Linked DNA regions of Mus musculus: region 2 is linked to region 1. The links are chromatin contacts, called in public HiChIP or PLAC-seq maps. All regions are on one chromosome and are shown on one strand. The core of a region is the stretch at or near the end of the contact, and the rest is flanking DNA. Distances in the headings are between cores, read along the strand shown.

The links. HiChIP or PLAC-seq counts read pairs in DNA pulled down with a chosen protein or histone mark.
Region 2: a BATF HiChIP or PLAC-seq map of CD8 T cells shows a contact between it and region 1, with 7 read pairs. The contact joins two enhancer-like sites. A contact is called at or near these places in 4 of 484 Hi-C or Micro-C datasets (B cells, the CH12 cell line and Th1 cells) and 2 of 115 datasets of contacts at active chromatin or transcription factors (CD8 T cells and effector CD8 T cells).

What each region holds. Positions count from the first base shown.
Region 1 is chr15:62,167,424-62,173,546 of GRCm38.p6, reverse strand. The region is part of intron 1 of Pvt1 (Pvt1 oncogene); the gene reads right to left. Among named protein-coding and RNA genes, the nearest start is that of Pvt1, 130 kb to the right of the region's middle. Within about 2 kb of position 4,061, at least 65 of the 459 cell types and tissues checked have an H3K27ac peak or open chromatin away from gene starts, as enhancers often do. A contact at or near this core is called in CD8 T cells, where this site is marked.
Region 2 is chr15:62,363,653-62,370,436 of GRCm38.p6, reverse strand. No RefSeq gene overlaps it. Among named protein-coding and RNA genes, the nearest start is that of Gm41333, 300 kb to the left of the region's middle. Within about 2 kb of position 3,451, at least 5 of the 459 cell types and tissues checked have an H3K27ac peak or open chromatin away from gene starts, as enhancers often do. A contact at or near this core is called in CD8 T cells, where this site is marked.

The sequences.
Region 1 (6,123 bases), core at 2,812-5,311:
TGCAGGTGAATTCCCCTCCCCAGAAAGTCCTGCTGACTAGTGGTGGACTCAGAAAGATGCCCTCCTGTCCCCAGCACCTCTGTACTCAGCAAGTGGCCACCCACACATCACTGCCATTTATACCAGGAAAGCACTTCTAGTCTGAGTGTCACACTGCAATCACTTTGTGACCCTAAAAGGCCGAGCGCATAGCTTCCTGGATGTTGGTGAGCTCTTCTTATCAGACCCCTCAGAGGGCAGCCCACCATTACCGATCTGCAAGTCCCTTCTCTGGAGGCACCTCATCAAAAATTTCAGCTCTCTGAGTCTCTGTCTTTTTTTCAGCAGTATTCTGGGTATAAAGTGAGTCTTAGCAGAGTTCAAAGCACTTAGACATGTCAGCTACTACAAGCTTTAGACTTCTTCATTGACTCCTAACAGGATTTTAAAACCCCAAAGGTCGGCCCCCTTCTTACTGCATCACATTACCCATGGAGGAGAGTACACAGGCTTAGTTTGCTCATCTGTGGAATGGGTAGGTGGCAGCAATATGCAATAGCAAGACCAAATGAGACATTTGAAGGAAGCCATCCAACAGTGAACAATAAATCAGTATGGCTGAGTTGTTGGTTTCTAAGTTGGCTCTCTGTCTCCTTGGCAATAGGAGAAGGGCAAGGACACAGTAAAGACCACATACTAGCTCCTGACAGAGGAAAAAAAACACAAGGACCTCTTCCCAAGGCAGTCAAACTGTTGAGTGTTTTTAATTGATGTTTTTGATCATACATAAGGAGTGATGTTCTATGAAAATTAGGAAATTAAAGTTTCTAAGTTTCTTCCAAGAGCATGGGGGGAGGGGAGTCCCAGGGGCTCAGTGAAGAGTAGAAAAGTCTCAATCTTACTGTCACACATAGAACTTGTAGAGTCACAGATTCCTACCCTTCCACAGAGATGAGCTAGGGATAAGAGACATGTGCACACAGGGTGACAGGACTCATCTGTCCACTTTGAGGATATCTGTTCAGAAGTCCCTCAGGCAACCCAGCAGAAGGAAGAGGGTAGGGAGGGGGTCAGCCTGCTGCAGATGCTGCTGCTCAGGTTCCCTTGTCATATCACTGCCAACACTGTCCCCAAGAATAGGACAGTAGCTTGCTCCCTGACATCTGACATGGCCAAGCAAACCATGGGTCTGCTAAAGGCCTTTAGGCATCGCAAAATGTCAACTGCTGGGACCCAAAGTTTATGTCATACTTTCTGTGACTAGGCAAAACAAAGGACTCAGTATCTGTGACAGGCAGATCCAGGCCACCCAAGATCCTTAAGAATTAAGAGACAAGAAGGCTGATTGGAAGCCCACTCCTTAGCCCTTTGGCTTTGGTATCTGCAGCAGAATTCCAAGTATGCTCAGGTCCCTCATCCTCTTCTCCACATCATAAGGCCAAAGGTAGGGCCATGTAATCTTCTTTGCAGCAAGGGGGGGGTGGGGGGGGAATATACAATGGCAAAGGAGCTTCAACAAAGATAAGCAGTGCCTGGGTAAGGCAGGGGGTCCATCATTAAAGGATGGAGATGGGAGACACAATCCATCACAACAGAGGCTCACCAGTTCTGTTCTCAGTAATTTAGCTTCCTCATCTGGGGCAGCTGGTTGTTTACTCGGACCGTGAGGCCAAATGGCCGCACAGATGTTGCCACGATCAGTCAGCCATGGGTAGCAGATCTTACACACTGAGCAGGAAACAATGAGCCTGCTAGAAAATAAGTGACCATGGATGGATTTCTCAGGAATCCATCCAAACACCATCTGACCACTGCAAATAGATCGGGCCGGTAGACTGGGGCACCTGTAGCAGCTGAGGAAAGCCAAATACCTGGCTGTTCAACCAAGACGTTTCTGAGCACAGGTGTGATGTCAGAGGGTATTTGCTCTCCCCAAAGAAGGCCCTGAAAAAGATCGAATACAGATACAGCTGGATGGTTCCAGGAGGGTTGGCCCAACCTGGCTCCCATCCTTGCTGAATTCTATGAAATCCATCAAGGCTAAGCATGAAAGCATCAGGGACAATCTCAGGACACTGGCTGCCAGGGGTCAAAATGAGAGTCCCAGTAAGTAGCAAGTATCTCTTCGGTTCTCTGACCCTGACTTGTATTCAAAGATAGATAGCAGCCGTGGTTACCTTCTTGGATGCTGAGGAAGTCAACACAATACAGCCCCAGCTCACAGTAGGGGCTTGATAAGCATTTTGTTATTCTCAGTGTCTAACTGCTGTCACTCATTGATCCTCCTGCTTAGTAAGGAGCTTTCTTAGAGAACTGGGTTAATTCTTACCATGGTGAGTGTTTGCTATCCCAGTGCTTGGTAGTTACAAGCAAGGCTGTTCTCACTCTACTATCTCTTCCCACTGCACCCTCTCCGCCTTCCGACTTCTGCCATATTGTAAGGCAGATGCAGTTGCCCAACCATGAACTAACTTCCCAAAGCCCAGAAACACAAACCTAAACAAGCATCTTTGCTTTATAAGTTACTAAGCCTCAAGCACTTGGAGACTTAGACACTTACTGAAAAGGGGCTTGAAAAGAAATAAATAGACCAAGATGTTTGCTTTGTTTTAAATACAAAAGAGGGACAAAACAAAAACAAAAAACAAAAACAAGCAAATAAAAACCAATAACAACAACAACAACAAAACACCAAAGAAATGAACACATTACTGTGTGAGCCAGCACTGAGCACGAAGCAGTAATCAGTCCCACGCAGCATCATGTTTCTTCCCTGGCACACAGCAGTCACTCATTCCTTGCACATATTCCTGTTTTCAGAAGATAGATGGGCTAAATCTTACAGAGCTGTCCAACCTTTTGCTATTGCGATATGATAGTGTCATCTATGAAAGTAGTGAACTGCATTAACAGCTATCGTAAGACTCAAGTGGCCTATTGGCCACAGGTTAGACACACCTGGTTCCAAATGGCTAAACTAGTATCCTGGGTAACACCTAAGGGTGTCAAAGATTTGATCACTAATTGGTGAGGTCATATATCCTTGACTCCCCAGCACAGCTAAAAAAAAAAAAAAAAAGCCATCGAGGAAAAACACCCTCAAGAAATGCAACTCAGGCAGTGTGTGAAGCCTTTCCTCTGCACAGCGGTGACCTAAAGAGAATGGCAGGGACTGCTATCAGTCCCAGTTAGGGCTTAAGAAGCCAAGGCTCAGAAGAGCCATGAACAGAACATTGGGGCTCCACAGAGGAGAAGCTCGGAGGGGTAGGGGAAGGTATAGCTTCTACAAACTGGGAACTGGAAGACGGGATGCTCTCAGGTCAGTGAGGGCCACTATGATTCTATGGAGAAAGGCTATTTGTCCCAAGAACTCTGGTTTCTAAGCCAAGCTCCCTGAGCAGTAGGCACACATGGGGTCAGGGTAACATCATGTGCGAAGAATGGAGCAGATAACAGGTGTAAACATGGTCACTGGTGAAACTGAGGATTCGGTGAAGTGTGGGAGGAAGAAGGGTCCTAGAAGGTCGATGGTGCCGGTAGATTTCCCTGAACCATGAGAAGCCCGTCATCTCACTGTTGTCCACCTCAAACTTTCCTTTTCATACCTACCCTTGCATTCACCTTTCTTTTATAAGAACCTTCCTACCATAGGGGTGTCAAGTGATGAAGTCACCACCCAAAGTAGTTTCATTTCTCCAACCTCAAAACCCTCCTTTCCTGCCGCACACTCACAGCTTGTCACCCAGAACATCAAAGCCATTGCTTTCCGGAAAGCTTCTCTGATCACCTGGGTGACTTGTGGAGATAAAAACAACCTACCCCACACTAGAGATCATCTACTTCCTGCTATGTCTTGGTCAAGGCAAGAGCTGGAAAATGGGGCCAGAGTGTACCAACAAACACTTCCCAAAGAGTTGTAAGGTCCCAACCCAAAAGCACTTTCTACCAAGGGCTCTTGCCAAGGCAGACAGTTGTACCAAGCTATCTCTGTCTTTTTCAAATAGAAACTATAATGGTCTCATGTTCACTCTGTAGAGTCTCTACTTACTGAACTGTAATGACAGCTCATTTGCATACAGGAAAAGTAAGTCAAGCAGTTACACACACTCTGGGCTGTAGTTTTTGGTGACTCACAGAAGAAAGCGTATAGATTATTTCCATTCGGCTCCATCCTCCAATTACTTAAGTGATGGAAAGTCACAGAGCCAATGGGACCCCTGGGGAAGTTCCAAGCTACTGGGAATTCAAACAGTTAATGTAAGTTTAGCAGGGAGTTTCCCGTGGTGCACAGGTGCACCATCAGGTGGGCCGTGATGGAGAGTCCCACCCCTGAGACACCTCGCACCTCATCTCAAGAAATGATCTTCTAGAAAGACAAGGAAATACCGAGTCCCAGGGCCCATGATCCAGGAAGTCACATCTCCAGGTCTACTCTTCCAGGAAGCCAGTGTTGAACCTACCTCATATTATAAACTTCCTATTTGTAGCCATGGTGCACGACTCGTATAAGGAGCTCAGTAGTAGAACATTGTCCAAATAGTAACCACTTGCTGAATGAATAGTGCTTGGGTGAAAACATTCCCTAAATACTGATTGCTTATTTTGTGCTAGGTACCATGCATCCATCATTAAAAACAGTTGCTTGGTACAACCAACTGACACTCAGCTGCCAGCTTCTTTGGAGACAACTTTAGCTGAACAGGGTCAGACTCAAGTATCCTTCCAGGCAAAGCTACATTGTCACTGATCAACCGTCATGCCACCACAATTCAGGACAGTTCTCAAAGAGCATTCTAGTGTGGTCTATGCAGAGCTCTCTCTGAGGCTATGCTATGCTCAGACACCTTCACAGCTTGATGGCTCCTTCCAATCCTGATTCCTTCCATGCGTTTCACAATTGTTGATCCCAATGTACTCCAGAGTAAGCATCCTGCTTATTAACCTACACACTGATACCTGCCTCAGAGAAAAATTCAGCATGTAAGATGCAGGATCTCATGACCCATCTGTGGTGGCCCAGGCCTGTAACCCCAGCATTCAGGCAACTGAGATATGACGATTAGTAATTCAGGCTAGCCTGGGTTAGATGGAAAGTTACAGGCCAACGAGGGTAGTTTTTTATTTGTTTTTGTTTTGTTTTGTTTGTTTTTTTACTTTGTTTATTTGGGTTTTTGTTTTGTTTTGTTTTTAATGATGGATTCTCAAGGCTCTGTGTTATCACATAAAAGCTCTAGTAAGGCAGGTAACATCCCTATAGATGAGGAAACAATGCATCGACAAGAGTATGGGATTCAAGGCTCACAACTATGACTAATGAGCAGGAGCTATGAAAAAGGTTCAGATCTTCATGTTTGTTGCAGTGTGTGCCTAAGTCCTAGGCCATTAGAGTCATACATGGTCTATCTTTGTTCCCCCAGCACACTATTCATGAAATAGCATAAGCAAAACGTTCCTCATGTGATTAGATGATGATTGGATGGACAGAATGTAATGTAATCATATATTTGTTGAACAAGGAAGTCAGCTGAACCTGCTATAGCATAAACGACCAACCACAGTGATTTGACACTCAGTGTGCAAAGCTTGGTGAACCTTTGGTTGTATAATGTGTAGGATTTAATGGCAAAGATAACAACTAAAGAACTCCTGAAAAACTTCCTGGAGGAGGCATGTGTGATTTACATGATTTGAAAGAAGGAGCGAGGAAGATGTACAAGGACACTGGGTTAATAAACCAGGCCTTTACTTTGCTATCCAATGAACAGGACACATGCTTCACACGACAGTCCAAAAATGCAAAGTGTGGAAGAATTCCACAGCCATAGCCTTCATTACTAGATCAGTGAACCATGGTGTTCCTGCGGTCCCTGTGGAGAGGTCACAGAAGGCCACCAACACATCACTATGGTCTAAATCCTCATTCCTATAGTGATGAGAAACTCTCAAGCTCCTGGAATCAAGGAGATGACAGCTGGCAACCCGAGCTTCAGAACTGATGTGAGATTTCCCAAATTAGCCACCCCTTGAGCAGTCCACAGTTGCTTTGGGTGCCTTGGCTTCCATGGTCGTGAAGTAGAAAGAGCCTCGGAGGCAACCAGGAGCTTCTTCATTCTGAGAAGATAGCCATAGGAGAAGCAGAACCAG
Region 2 (6,784 bases), core at 2,202-4,701, 200 kb before region 1:
TGAAAAAAAAAAGAGTTACAAGGTCCTATAGTTGATTCATCAACTCGGTCAGCATTAAATCTCAGGTTCATTTATGAAATCATTATAGACATATTCTATGTAACCTTCTTCAATGTAGAGACAAAGATAGACACCTGACTCCCAAATAATCCAACTGGTTCTCCACTTTGGAAAGTTTAGACTTGGGAGGCAGAGGGGCAGGTGGATTTCTGAGTTCAAGGCCAGCCTGGTCTATAGAGTGAGTTCCAAGAAATCCAGGCCTACACAGAGAAACCCTGTCTCAAAAAAAAAAATTGATATAGTGACAAAACAATGAAAGACCATCCAGGAGATGAGCATAAGATAGAGTGGCTGCCCATACCTAAACATGGTAAAAGCAGTCTACAGCAAACCAATAGCCAACATCAAATTAAATGGTGAGAAGCTGGAAGCAATCCCACTAAAATCAGGGACTAGACAAGGCTGTCCACTCTCGCCCTACCTATTCAACATGGTACTTGAAGTCCTAGCCAGAGCAATTAGACAACAAAAGGAGATCAAGGGGATACAAATTGGAAAGGAAGAAGTCAAAATATCACTTTTTGCAGATGATATGATAGTATATATAAGTGACCCTAAAAATTCCACCAGAAAACTCCTAAGCCTGATAAACAGCTTCAATAAAGTAGCTGGATATAAAATTAACTCAAACAAGTCAATGGCCTTTCTGTACACAAAGGATAAACAGGCTGAGAAAGAAATTAGGGAAACAACACCCTTCTCAAAAGTCACAAATAATATAAAATACCTTGGCGTGACTCTAACTAAGGAAGTGAAAGATCTGTATGATAAGAACTTCAAGTCTCTAAAGAAAGAAATTAAAGAAGATCTCAGAAGATGGAAAGATCTCCCATGCTCATGGATTGGCAGGATCAACATTGTAAAAATGGCCATCTTGCCAAAAGCAATCTACAGATTCAATGCAATCCCCATCAAAATTCCAACTCAATTCTTCAACGAATTAGAACGGGCAATCGGCAGATTCATCTGGAATAACAAAAAACCGAGGATAGCAAAAACTCTTCTCAAGGATAAAAGAACCTCTGGTGGAATCACCATGCCGGACCTAAAACTGTACTACAGAGCAATTGTGATCAAAACTGCACGGTACTGGTATAGTGACAGACAAGTAGACCAATGGAACAGAATTGAAGACCCAGAGATGAAACCACACACCTATGGTCACTTGATCTTTGACAAGGGAGCTAAAACCATCCAGTGGAAAAAAGACAGCATTTTCAACAATTGGTGCTGGCACAACTGGCGGTTATCATGTAGAAGATTGCGAATTGGTCCATTTCTATCTCCTTGTACTAAGGTCAAATCTAAGTGGATTAAGGAACTCCACATAAAACCAGAGACACTGAAATTTATAGAGGAGAAAGTAGGGGAAAGCCTTGAAGATATGGGTACAGGGGAAAAATTCCTGAATAGAACAGCAATGGCTTGTGCTGTAAGATCACGAATCGATAAATGGGACCTCATAAAATTGCAAAGCTTCTGCAAAGCAAAAGACACCGTCAATAAGAACAAAAAGGCCACCAACAGATTGGGAAAAGATCTTTACCTATCTATCCCAAATCGGATAGGGGACTAATATCCAATATATATAAAGAATTCAAGAAGGTGGACTCCAAAAAATCAAATAACCCCATTAAAAAATGGGGCTCAGAGCTGAACAAAGAATTCTCACCTGAGGAATACCGAATGGCAGAGAAGCACCTGAAAAAGTGTTCAACATCCTTAATCATCAGAGAAATGCAAATCAAAACAACACTGAGATTCCACTTCACTCCAGTCAGAATGGCTAAGATCAAAAACTCAGGTGACAGCAGATGTTGGCGAGGATGTGGAGAAAGGGGAACACTCCTGCATTGTTGGTGGGATTGCAGGCTTGTACAACCACTCTGGAAATCAGTCTGGCGGTTCCTCAGAAAATTGGACATAGTACTACCGGAGGATCCTGCAATACCTCTCCTGGGCATATATCCAGAAGATGTCCCAACTGGTAAGAAGAACACATGCTCCACTATGTTCATAGCAGCCTTGTTTATAATAGCCAGAAGCTGGAAAGAACCCAGATGCCCCTCAACAGAGGAATGGATACAGAAAATGTGGTACATTTACACAATGGAATACTACTCAGCTATTTTAAAAAATGAATTTATGAAATTCCTAGGCAAATGGATGGACCTGGAGGATATCATCCTGAGTGACGTAACCCAATCACAAAGGAACTCGCACAATATGTACTCACTGATAAGTGGATATTAGCCCAGAAACTTAGGATACCCAAGATATAAGATACAATTTGCTAAACGCATGAAACTCAAGAAGAATGAAGACCAAAGTGTGGACACTTTGCCCCTTCTTAGAATTGGGAACAAAACACCCATGGAAGGAGTTACAGAGACAAAGCTTGGAGCTGTGTCAAAAGGATGGACTATCTAGAGCCTGCCATATCCAGGGTTCCATCCCATAATCAGTTTCCAAATGCTGACACCATTGTATATACTAGCAAGATTTTGCTGAAAGGACCCAGATAAAGCTCTCTCTTGTGAGACTATGCCAGGGCCTAGCAAACACAGAAGTGGATGCTCACAGTCAGCTATTGGATGGGTCACACAGCCCCCCAATGGAGGAGCTAGAGAAATTACCCAAGGAGCTAAAGGGAACTGCAACCCTATAGGTGGAACAACAATATGAACTAACCAGTACCCGGGAGCTCTTGTCTTTAGCTGCATATGTATCAAAAGATGGCCTAGTTGGCCATCACTGCAAAGAGAGGCCCACTGGACTTGCAAACTTTATATGCCCCAGTACAGGGGAACACCAGGGCCAAAAAGGGGGAGTGGGTGGGTAGGGGGTTGGGGGGTGGGGGAGGGTATGGGGGACTTTTGGGATAGCATTGAAAATGTAAACAAGGAAAATACCGAATTAAAAAAAATGGTGAAATAATACTGCCAAAAAAAAAAAAAAGAGAGAGTGGCTGGGGTGAAAAACATGAATTTAATAAAGGATCATAATTTCTGCATGACAAGAAAATAAAGAACAAATTACTACTGTTTCAAAAAAGAAACAAGATGTGCCCATCCCACCATGATAACAACGTATTGTATTTGTTGTCAGATAGGTTTCAAGACAACAGACCAAAAAAGCCTATCAAAAGCCATAAGAAAAATTCTGTCGCTACTGTCATGACACTAAATATGGCACAATGAAGTTATAACAACACTTGCCTTATACATGTGACAAATTAAATATTTGCTTGATTTTAAGAAAGCAAACCTTCTGCAGGAAGAGTTGGGCGACCACAGACATTGAATTTGCACGTTTCTATAGCAGCAGTAAATTGCAATGCTCATTTTGGGGTTTGGGGTTTTTTAAAGAATGTTTGTAGTAAAGGAATAACAAAGGCTCTCATTGAAGAAAAATGTAAATGCATATGTAGTGGCCACTATACCACATGAACACAGAACACATGAATGTTGGTGAAACATTTTCTACAGGAAACACAGCACCATTCAGCTAAATCTTACACTGGAAATTTGAACACAAAACTTTTAGGAACCAGAATAGGATGCGTACATGAGTGGAGGGGAAGTGGAGAAGCATTTTCTGTAGAAAAAAAGAATCTACAGGTTAAGCCTAAGTTTATAGGTTATTAGAGCAAAGAGATGACATGAAGCAATCGCCACACACTTCCTCCCCGTGCTACTTCATAAATGTAATCGCTGATTCAAAGGTAATAGTTTAAGTCTCTTGAGAGTATTTAAAAGTTTTCAGTTAATGAACTAATTTTTTTTTACTGAGTCTATAACCATTTTAATACTTAGTCAGAAGACACATGAACTTTGAAGTCCAGAAACTTACCACAAATCGTAACCTTGATATTTCCTAGCTGGTTACCATAAGCAAGCTACTGAGTATCTAAGGGCCATAGTGTGGTAAAACTGAAACAAAAGCAATACTAACTTCATTGGATGGTTCTAAGAATTCACTGCTTTCTGGCTATAGAGAAATACTGAAAGTATCTTGTCTAAGAAAAACACCTGTGCATACCATTATCTAACAAAATCAGCTCAGAGTTGGAAATATGTTGGCAAATGAAATTCATGTATTTACCATCTTTCCTAAAATATTGTGGGAAATTTAGCAAATAATACAACTATACCTTAGCCTCTCAAAAAAATCATATTTTTAAATTCTCCCAGGCTTACACTACCAAAATAGCTAGCATTCTATCACATATTTTTATCAAATCTGCTACTTTTTCTCTATCATTACTTATGGACATTTCTTTTTCTCTTTTCCTTTTAATTGTTGTCAATATTTTTAGAACTAGTATTTTAATTATTTTTAATTTTTCAATGCTGGATATATTACATTGCCTTCCTTTATTCCTGTTTCACTTACTGATCATCCAATTAAATAACAAGGCATGGTACAGTCATGTAGAGTTATGTGGTGTTCTGAATAGACATGACCTCCCTAGGCTCATATATTTAATGAGTTGGTCATTAGAGAGTGGCACTAATAGGATGTCCTTGTTGGTGTAGATGTGGTCTTGTTGGAGGAACTGCGTGTCACTGAGGGTGGACTTTGGGGTTTCAAATGCTCAAACTGGGAGCAGGATCTCTCTTGCTTCTGCTGTCTGCTGACCCAGATACAGGGTTCTCAGATACCTCTCTAGTACCTTGTCTGCCTATCTGTCACCATGCTTCTCACCATGATGACAATAGTCTAAACCTGTGTACTTTTAAGTAAGCCCCAATTAAATGTTTTACTTTATAAGAGTTACCTCCGTCATGGTGTCTCTTCACAGCAATAGAAACCCTATGGCAGGTTATAAAGCCACTCCAGAGAAGTTCTCCTTGCAGAGGCCCTTGGTCCTGTGAAGGTTCTATGCCCCAGTATTAGGGGAATGCCAGGACCAGGAATGGGAGTGGGTGTGTTGAGGAGCAGGAGAAGGGGGGAAGGGATAGGGATTTTCAGAGGGAAAACTAGGAAAGGTGATAAAATTCGAAATGTAAATAAAGAAAATGTCTAATTAAAAAAAAAGTTCTCTTTGCAGAGTTTTAGTGAAATACAATGTATGATTATGTAAAAGATAAAATACAGTAAGAGAGATTGCTTTTTGAGACCTCCAATTTCACTTCTAAATATACTTCTTTGTATACTATCCAGGATTGGTGACTGTCTTGGGGTTTGCTGTGAAGAGACACCTGGACCACTGTAACTCTTAAAAAAGAAAATATTTGATTGTGGCTGGCTTAGAGTTTAGAGGCTTGGTCTATTATCATCATTTCAAGAAGCATGCAGGCAGACATGGTGCTGGAGGAGGTGAGAGTCCTACATCTTGACCAACAGACAGCAGAAAGAGACTGAGAGTAGTCCTAGCTTGAGCATAAATGAAGCCCCAAAGCCCACCTCCACAATGACGCACTTCCTCCAACAAAGCCGTACCTCCTAATAGTGCAACTCCTTATGAGCCAAGCATTAAACACATGAGTCTATAGGACAATTCTTCAAACCACCACAGTGACTACGTGGGCATAGTTGGTACCAACACATGGCAAAAGGCCCTAGAGAGTCAGAGTTACTTCCTGGGTATGATGAATTAGGGACAGTAGCGGTATCATTAAATAATAGTTAAAAGATAGTAGATTCAATGATAAAAAGATTTGTAGTAAGATATAATATATATTAATAAGATAATACCATGGAGTTGTTAAAATAAATAGTATACTTAATGACTTGAAAACAGTGTGTGGTGTTCTCTATAAAAAATAAAAATAAAAAGCGTGACTTCAAGGTAATATATCCAGTATGACTCCAAGTTTGGTTCAGATAGAAAAGATTTCCAAAGATACGCACTGACATCTCCTTATGGTTATTTAAAAAACTGGGGTTTGGAGCGATTTCCTTCTTCTTTGTGTTTTGTTTGCCCTTTTCCATTTTTGGCCTGGCCACTGAGGCCATTTCTAAGTGTTCAGAATTTGGATGGTCTCCAGACTCTATTACTATAGGCAATGCTTTGATGAGATGCTTGCCCATAAATATCTGTGTGTGCCTCTGTACATGAACTCAATGATTTCCTCCCTCTCTGATCTTGAGAAAATTATATTTGCCTTCTCAGTCTCATTCTCTCTTTTTGGGTTTTGGTTTTTGTTTTCTCTGCTCCCATTACAGTGCCCATACTTAAGTCAATAATGTAGCTCAAAGTAGCATTACAGGTATATATCACTCCACTCAGCTCATTTCGTTCTTGTGGGATTATGTGGGGGATGGGCATTCATGTATGTGCATTCTGGAGCATGCCTTTGTGCTTGTGTTGACAAATGGTGGAGAATAATATTGGGTGCTCTCCAACCTTGCTTTTTGAGTCAAGATTTCCCTCTGTCCTGAAAAATGCTAGTCTGACTAAAGAGTGAGACCCCAGCTTCCACCTGTCTCCATCTCTCTAGCACTGGATGATAAGCATGTGCCATAATATCTGGCTTTTTCTTCTGGGGGACTGAGCTCAGGGCCTTGTGTTTGTAATACGATCTATCACATTGGCTCCTCATTCTATCATCCTTAAAATAAGGATAATAATTTACCTTCACTGGGATATTATGGACCTTGTATATTCCACCTACACAGGTTAACATACAATGAATATTTAATACATGTTAGAATTTGCAGTGGTTTATTAGTAATACAATAATGTGTTCATATTTTATATCCTCTACAATGGTTCTCC